Linked DNA regions of Oryctolagus cuniculus: region 2 is linked to region 1. Evidence: chromatin contacts called from public Hi-C data. All regions are on one chromosome and are shown on one strand. The core of a region is the stretch at or near the end of the contact, and the rest is flanking DNA. Distances in the headings are between cores, read along the strand shown.

What was found. Hi-C and Micro-C count contacts between places; a contact is called where the count stands out from the background.
Region 2: a Hi-C map of embryonic fibroblasts shows a contact between it and region 1, with 2.0 times the contacts expected there. The contact joins the promoter of TGFBR2 here to the enhancer-like site in region 1. A contact is called at or near these places in 2 of 6 Hi-C or Micro-C datasets (embryonic fibroblasts and skin fibroblasts).

What each region holds. Positions count from the first base shown.
Region 1 is chr4:167,122,205-167,126,115 of mOryCun1.1, reverse strand. LOC127482850 (a long non-coding RNA gene) reads left to right here. Exons shown (of 3, transcript XR_007908709.2): 3 at 716-3,911. Among named protein-coding and RNA genes, the nearest start is that of TGFBR2, 100 kb to the left of the region's middle. Within about 2 kb of position 1,960, at least 4 of the 8 cell types and tissues checked have an H3K27ac peak or open chromatin away from gene starts, as enhancers often do.
Region 2 is chr4:167,222,095-167,226,005 of mOryCun1.1, reverse strand. It overlaps TGFBR2 (transforming growth factor beta receptor 2), which reads right to left and starts at 2,168. Exons shown (of 7, transcript NM_001177748.1): 1 at 2,075-2,168. The coding sequence starts at 2,168.

The DNA.
Region 1 (3,911 bases), core at 711-3,210:
ATTCATTTTATTTGACAAGGAGAGAGAGGGGAGAGAGAGAGAGTCACCCATCTACTGATTCACTCTTCAAATGCCTGCAGCATCCAGACTGGACCAGGAGCCAGGAATGCAATCCAGGTCTTTCACGTGGATGGCATGGACTCAAGCACTTGAGCCATTACTTGCTGCCTCCCGGAGCGTGTATTAGCAGGAAGCTAGATTGGAAGTGGAGCTGGGACTCCTACCACACACTTCGATGCAGGATATGGGCAGCCCAAGCAGTGTCTCCAGGGCTGAATCAAATGCCTGGTCCTTGTCTTAATCTTAATTAGTCACATTTGTCTCTGGGAACCCACAGCACTTCCAGTACTAGATTATGCAACGCAGGGAGACACGTGGGGAACAGCGATGGAAGTAACGAACCTTGTACTGTCCAGAACAAGAGCCAGGCCATCGGGGTTCTGCATGCTCTAAGAACTGGGTGGGACACAATTTGACTCCCTTGGGTACCATCACATCTTTTAAAGCAGGGGAAGGAAGACATTTGCCTTTTCTGAGACACTTCCCCTCCTTTGGTGATCCAACACCTGCCTGAGGGAATGCAATGGAGAAAGACCACCAAGATGTGTCCCAGAGGAACAGCAGTTCTCAGGAGAGCTTCACTGTGGCTACAATGCAAACTCCTCCACCCTCCCTTCTCATTCTCATTCCTAAAAATGCTTCCTGTTGTTTGCAGACCTACAGACTAAAGAAGGAAGCGTAGGGCGATGGATGGACCCTTCAAGTGTCTTTCACCTTGCCTACCTTGGAGAAAGTAGAAATGTTTTCCCAAAAAGGAAGGGGTAAGTGACCACAAATTATGGTATGTTCGATCGATAACTACTGATCATACCTACCACATCTCCCCTCATCATTCCTGATACAATTTGAGTCCATTGTATTTTGTCCAATGTCTACAATAGCTCAAAGTGCTCAGTATCACAGTGAGTTTATTCTGGAAACGATGAGTTCTCCACAGAGACATGGACAAAGAAATGTAATTAAAAGCCTTATCAACTTTATATCATCGTGTCCTTGTTTTCTATACTGCTCTCGATAAGTACAGAAAATGGAAATAGGTAATTACTTTTCTCTGATAGAGAATTACATGGGGATAGGTGCCTGTACCCGAACAAACTTGGGAGGAGTCTGTCCTATGTTCTTGGAATGGTAGAAGTTCAGTCTATTTTCTTTTTTTTTTTTTTAAGATTTATTTATTTATTTGAAATGCAGAGTGAGACAGACAGACAGACACACACACACACACACACACAGATGTTTTACACCTGCTGGTTTACTTCCCAAATGGCTGCAACAGCCAGGTCTGGACCAAGTCAAAGCCAGGAGACAGGAACTCCATCTGGTCTCTCCCATGAGTGGCAGGGGGCCAAGGACTTGGGCCATCTTCTACTGCCTTCCCAGGCCCTTTAGCAGGAAGCTGGATCAGAAGTAAAGCAGCCAGAACTCGAACCAGCACTTGGATATAGGCTATAGGCATGGCAGGCTGTGGGTTAACCCAAGGAGTGACAACTTCGGTCCCTCAGTCTGTTTCCAAGAGACGGGAGAGCCAACTTGGGACCTGGATATGACACCCATGCACCAGGAGAGGGTATGAATGAGGCTGGTTATTCTGTGAAATAGCCACATCGTTTCTTGCCACATTTTTCTGCTTCCAGCCCGTATATACTTCCTGTGTTTCTTGGCTTCTCGACTCAGATGAGATCCCAGCGTCCAAGTGAACTGAGAGTGTAGTTTTCAAAAGCTGCCCTTTGAGACAGGGGTGGTGGCCAAGTAGAGAGGAAATGAAGAAAACTGATAGGCCAAACCTTTGGGCTCCATCGGAGGTCTAAAATCAGGACACTCGCTCTGCAGGACAAGAGCTACTTTGTAAAAAATAACCAATGTACTCGCAGCTCAGAAGGCTCTGCGCTTAAGCCAAAGCCAAGCCCCAACACTCATTTTTCCATAAACAAGCCTCAGCCGTGGAGACAGAACTCTCTGTGGACTCTCGCGATGACTTCATTCAGTAGGCATGCCAAAAGCCCCAGATGTCTGATTGCTCAGCCCCGTTCGCTGGGGCAACTGATATTTCCTTTGGTTTCCTATTAGCTGAAATGTCACTTATCAAAGCGTTTTGAGAAGGTCGCCTATCTGGAATTGGTCTTTTATGGCCCGAGGTCATTGTCAGGGTGAGTGTCTCTTCCCACCCACACCCCGCCTGCTTTCACGCACTCTCTTCCGAAGGAATTCAGAGCTCCAGTTCCTTCTTATGAAGTGAGTGGGGTTTGATGTTAGTTTTTAAAATAGAGGCCACTCCGGCCTGTTCTGTGTCTTGTGTGTTATTGACTTGATGTTTTATACAACTGGTTCTTTTCTTTTTTAAAGAGAAAGACTTGCTGTCTTCACTGTAATATTTTTCATGTAAGATTATTCCAATGACAGCAGTAAACTGAGTTCCTATCCCAGCCAAACGTGACTCAAGCTTGGTGGGCATTGCTTCTGTCTCCTCGTGGCTTGAGAGACAGTAGGGAGTTCAGGAAGAACACCGAGAAGAGAGTACTTCATTAAATTCTGGGAGTGGGTGTGAAGTGGAGAGGCGAGGGAAAGCAAACCACTTCTCTAAATTTTTATATGGCTCAGCTGTTTTTTGAAGTGGTTTCAGACACATGGCCGAGGTGAGTTCCATCTTCCTGCCAGCTGTCAGGAGCTGAGACCATGGTGAGCTCCCATCTAGACAGGCTGTTAAAAAGTTCTAGAACGATGGGCACCCTGGCCTTTTGATTTCCCAGGCCACCTTTATTTCCATGGCTTTAACCTTTTGTTTCTTTTTTTAAAAAAATATTTATTTTTACTTATTTGAAAGACAGAATTATAGAGAGAGGTAGAGATTGAGAGAGAGAGAAGTCTTCCATCTGCTGGTTCACTCCCCAATTGGCTACAATGGTCAGAGCTGAGCCCATCTGAATCCAGGAGCCAGGAGCTTCTTCGGAGTCTCCCACGTGGGTGCAGGGGACCAAGGACTTGGGCCATCTTCTACTGTTTTTCCAGACCATAGCAGAGAACTGGGTTGGAAAAGGAGCAGCTGGAACTAGAACTTGTGCCCATGTGGGATGCTGGTGCTTCAAGCTAGGGCTTTAACCCACTGCACCACAGCACCGGCCCCAACCTTTTGTTTCTAAAAATACCTAGACTTTGGGGGTTTCAGTAACTTTGCTTAAACATTTCTTTTCTGTCAGAGAACAGACGTATGCCCAGTAGAGTGCATGGATCTTCAACGTCTCTTAGATTTCCACTCAGGGACACAGGCACACACATGCTGTCAGAGCAGAACACTTCTAGCCCCATCAGGTTCCCTTAGGCTTCTTCACTGGCCCAGAAATAGCTCAGCTTCTGACTCTTACCATCATCATTTTGCATTGCCGGTTGTTGAATCACCCAGCGTGGAGTCTTGCCAATTTGGTTTCTTTCATTCGCCCTAACACCTGCGAGAGTCACCATTTGACTGTATGTAGCAGCGGTTTGTCCCGTTTTAGTCCTGTGTATTATTCCAATTCATAAACACACGCAACAGATCTATTTTCCCATCAATGGGCATTTGGGGACACCACGACTCTTGGTAGTGGAAAACTGGATCACCCTCATCACAGGATAGCAGATTCCTCAAAGAGTGGGGCACAAAGAACAGGGGCCTTAAAACTTGGGGGCAGACTTGAAATATACAAGGGCCTCCCACATAACATCTTTGTGTTTCCAGTCAAGGTATTTAATTTGTTTGAGCTTGCCTTATCCTATGGAATATATTTCTAGCCTAGTCCTTTGTTCAGGTAAAAATACAATGAAGGGTTGATATAATTATTTTTATCATTAAAGGCAAACTAGTTGTTAATATGGCC
Region 2 (3,911 bases), core at 919-3,418, 100 kb before region 1:
ATTTAGGAAGAGTGGTGAATCTACTAAGTCAAACAATATTTCCTACAAAGTTTTCAGCGAAATTTGTTCTTATACTGAAATTCTGTGCCCACATCTATGAAACAAAGGTAGGTTTTTGAAGTGACCTAATAGGTGGCTGTAAACCAACTCTTATATTTTGTCTTACATTAAGATATTTTGTAAATGTTCTCACGGTTTTTTGATTACGTTAGAACAGTCTTGAAACTATTCAGTGGAAAATTAAAATACAAGTGGAATTAAGTTGCTCATCTTCACTCTAGAGCTGTCTGCAGACCTCAACCATCTTTGAAAAATTTAATTTGACCAAATGAATAAAATTCAGAATGATTCCTTCATGCAACCATTTTGAAAGTTCAATTCTATCACCATATGGTATCTCTAGGCTCTGCACAACTGTTCAAAAAACCAAATAAAAAGCCAGCAGGCGTTTAAACTAATTGTTTAAAAGTGTGTGTATAGATGAAATGAAACTGACTCACGGAACTATTGAGTCTGGAATTTGCAAATCATAAATCTTATCCTCGTAAACAAAAGTTAACTAACAAAATCAGGGCCTGCTAATCTTTGTCATCTGAACCAACGTTTCAACGAGGATTTTTTTTTTAATGCAGACAGAAAATTAGCGGTGTTTTAGAAGTTATTAGCAAAATATAACTCAGTTTTTAAGAGTTTGCAGTCAAACCAGAGACGGTGGAACATTCTGTTTTTTCAGTGTAAGAAAGCAGCCAAGAGCAAAGCTTTGTGATTGCATAAACCATAGAATTCATATCTGTGTCAGAAGGTTTTTTTTTTTTTTTTTTGCATGCCACAGGGCTCCTTCTGAGTCCATTAAAAACTCAGATCTCCATGCCACCCTCAGTACGAGCCACACACTCCAAAGCTCCCGGTCTTCCTCCATACTTTGAAATGCACCCTTTAGAGCGTCTTGCCTTTTAGTCTAGACAATTCTACAGGTACGCATGCCTGTGTCACGGGGCAAGTAAAACCCCCTGCCTCTGGGCGAGCTGGTCTTTCATGCACCTTTCCACCAAAATTGATGCGCAGTATCTGCCAGTCACCCAAGGGTGCCGGGGGGGTGGGGGGGCGAGGGTGCAGGCGCTGCTCAGACGTCACAGATGGAGGGGATGTGAGACGATCCAGCTCCCACCACGTCATTTTACAGATGAGAAAACTGAGGCCTGGGAAAGGGACAGGGCTCGCCCAAACCCGAAGCTCCCCGGAGCAGGGCCGCCAGCTGCAGAAGGCTAAGTGCCTCCTAGCTGCAAACATTCCAGCTTCTGACGTCTGGGGGCTTCTGCACTTTCCATAACAAGTCGTTAAGAACCAAATTCCTGCAATTTTTTACCCCCCCCCCCCCTTTAAAAAGCTCCAGAGACAGCGATCAGGTGGGCGGCCCATTTAGGACCCTAGCCACCCCTTGCTCGGCCGGCCCCGAGTGACAACTGCAAAGAAAGGAGTCAGCTCCCTGGAGGCAGGCACGTCTCGCTCCAGGCACCCACGCCTGCACCGGGCAACCCAGCAGGCCTCGTCTACCTGTCCATCTCCAGCGCCCGAAAACTTTCCTTTGCAAATCGCCGCTTCTCCGGCATGCATGCAGGAAACCCGGGGCCAAGAACCGGCCTGGGGCGCGTAGGGGGCGATGGGTGGGAGACGGGCCGTGGGGCCACTTTCAGGCGCTCCAGCCGGGGTTAACCGGCCTCTGGGGGCTGGGGAGGGCTCGGGCAGCCTCGAGGGGCCCGCAGCATCGCCCAGGGCCCAGGTGCGCGGCCTCTGCCCGGCCGCCTCTGGATCACCAACTTCGCAAACTTCCCTTTCCGGGACTGGGGGCTCAGCGGGGCCGCGGCCGGCACAGCGCCTCCCCGGCTCGCACAAAGGGGCCCCCCCCGCGGGCCCCGCGCCCCCTTGCGAACCAACTTTCCCCTCGCTGGGGCTGCGTGGGTGCCGCGCGGGCCACTTTCCCCGTTTCCGCCCCAGCGCGCAGTGCCCGCGGCCGACTGTCAAGCGCAGCGCAGGGGCCCCCGGCGCCCTCGGCGCGGCGCTGGCCGCTACTCACCCGACTTCTGAACGTGCGGCGGGATCGTGCTGGCGATGCGCGTCCACAGGACGAGGTGCAGCGGCCACAGGCCCCGGAGCAGCCCCCGACCCATGGCAGACCCCGCCGCTCGTCATAGACCGAGCCCAGAGCGCAGCGGACGGCGCCTCCCCGGACCACCCCCCACCCCCACCCCGCGCCCTCTCGAGACCCCCGAGCCGCGCGGGCCCCGGCAGATGTGCGGGCCAGATGTGGCGCCGGCCGGCCGGGAGGAGGGGGCCTGCAGCCGGCGGAGGCCCCCGGCGGCCGAGGGGAGCTGCGCAGGAGGCCGGCTCCCGGCCCGAGCGGGTGCGCGCGCGGGGTGTAGTCTGTCCGTGCGCGCGAGTGACTCACTCAACTTCACCCGGCGCTGCGGGGGAAACAGGAAACTCCTCGCAACAGCTGGGCAGGACCTCTCGCCGCCCAGAGCCTCCGCTCTCTCCCTGCTTCCAGTCCTCGCTCGCTCAGGGCCTGCCAATCAGGGCCCCCGGACCAGCTCCTGCGCGGACTTTGGCCGGGTGTGCGCTGCCCCTCGCAGCCCTCCCACGCCGCCCAGGAGTTCCTGGCTCCCGGGCTCTTCCCCGGAGCGAGCCAGGACACGGGCTTCACAAAGTCTGTGCATGCCAGGTGTCTACACCTTCCTCAGCCCACCACCAAGCGCCCCCAGCCCCACCCCGACCACCCCACCGCGTTATTTGGCTTGTTCCTGGGTTTTTGAGAGCCACTCTTTCTAATTGCAAGTGGAGACTCCAAGCAGTCCTGAAAGCCAGTTAGTGAATTCTGAGCGCTTTTCCCCCCTCATTAGTATTGTTCCAGGAAACTTTTGTGTTCGCTGTGAGTACCAGCGTGCCTGTGCCATCACCCTGTGCGATGTGTGTCGCAGTAGATGACATTCAGGCTTGAATGTGCTTGGTGAGCACCCGGGGGGCTTGCTAAGGTGTGGATCCCGATTCAGAAGGAAATTCTGCTTTTCCACCCCTGTACTGCCCCTCATTTTGAGCCATCTCTCTCTGCAGGTGGGTGGTGGATAATTGTGAATGATCACTCATCACAGAGCGACAATGGCGGAGAACGTTATTTTTAAGTTTGGCAGAAAATGTAAAATAAAAGTGGCTTGGGAGTCACCTGAATGGTTCCCTTTGCGCTCCAGGAACGGAGCTGACAGAAGAGAATACTTGGCCTTGGGTGTGTAGAATGCCTAAGAGTGCCAAACAGGACCGTGTCAACGTTCAGATTTCTCTGCTTGCTAGGGCACCCAGGTTTGTCCAAGGCACTGGATTTACATGTTTGGTAGTTAAATGCTCTTAGAAGCCCCCTTCTCTTTCAGTTGTGTGTTGATTGTATCATGGGTCATGGGATCAGCCCAGCCCCAGGTCTCAAAGACATAATGTGTGCAGCCATCTGGTCAACTCTGCCAGCACTTCCTACAAGGAGTTGCTTTACCTGAGGGCGAGATAGTTTGCAGAAGCAGGTGCCAGTTTCGCCAGGAGAAAGGCAAATGCACCCCCACTCCCCCCCACCCCAACACACACCTAGCTCCAAACTCGACCCTGTCAGTCTGCTTGGGGCTGGAACCTGAAGCTTTGATTCTTCCAGCAGCAACGCTGTCTCTGCCTGTGCCCTAGGAACACATCAGGTCCCAAAGTCTCCTGTTCAGGACAGAGGGAGTGCAGCACCATCAGGAGGGCTGAGCATCTTTTTGGCCATCAGAAATCTTGCCAAAGCTGGAGCCACCGCAGCACTGGAGAACGACTGAGGGAGAAATCTTCTCCCCACGGCCTCCTCAGCCACCCAGAATGAGCCACTGCCACCCCCTGGG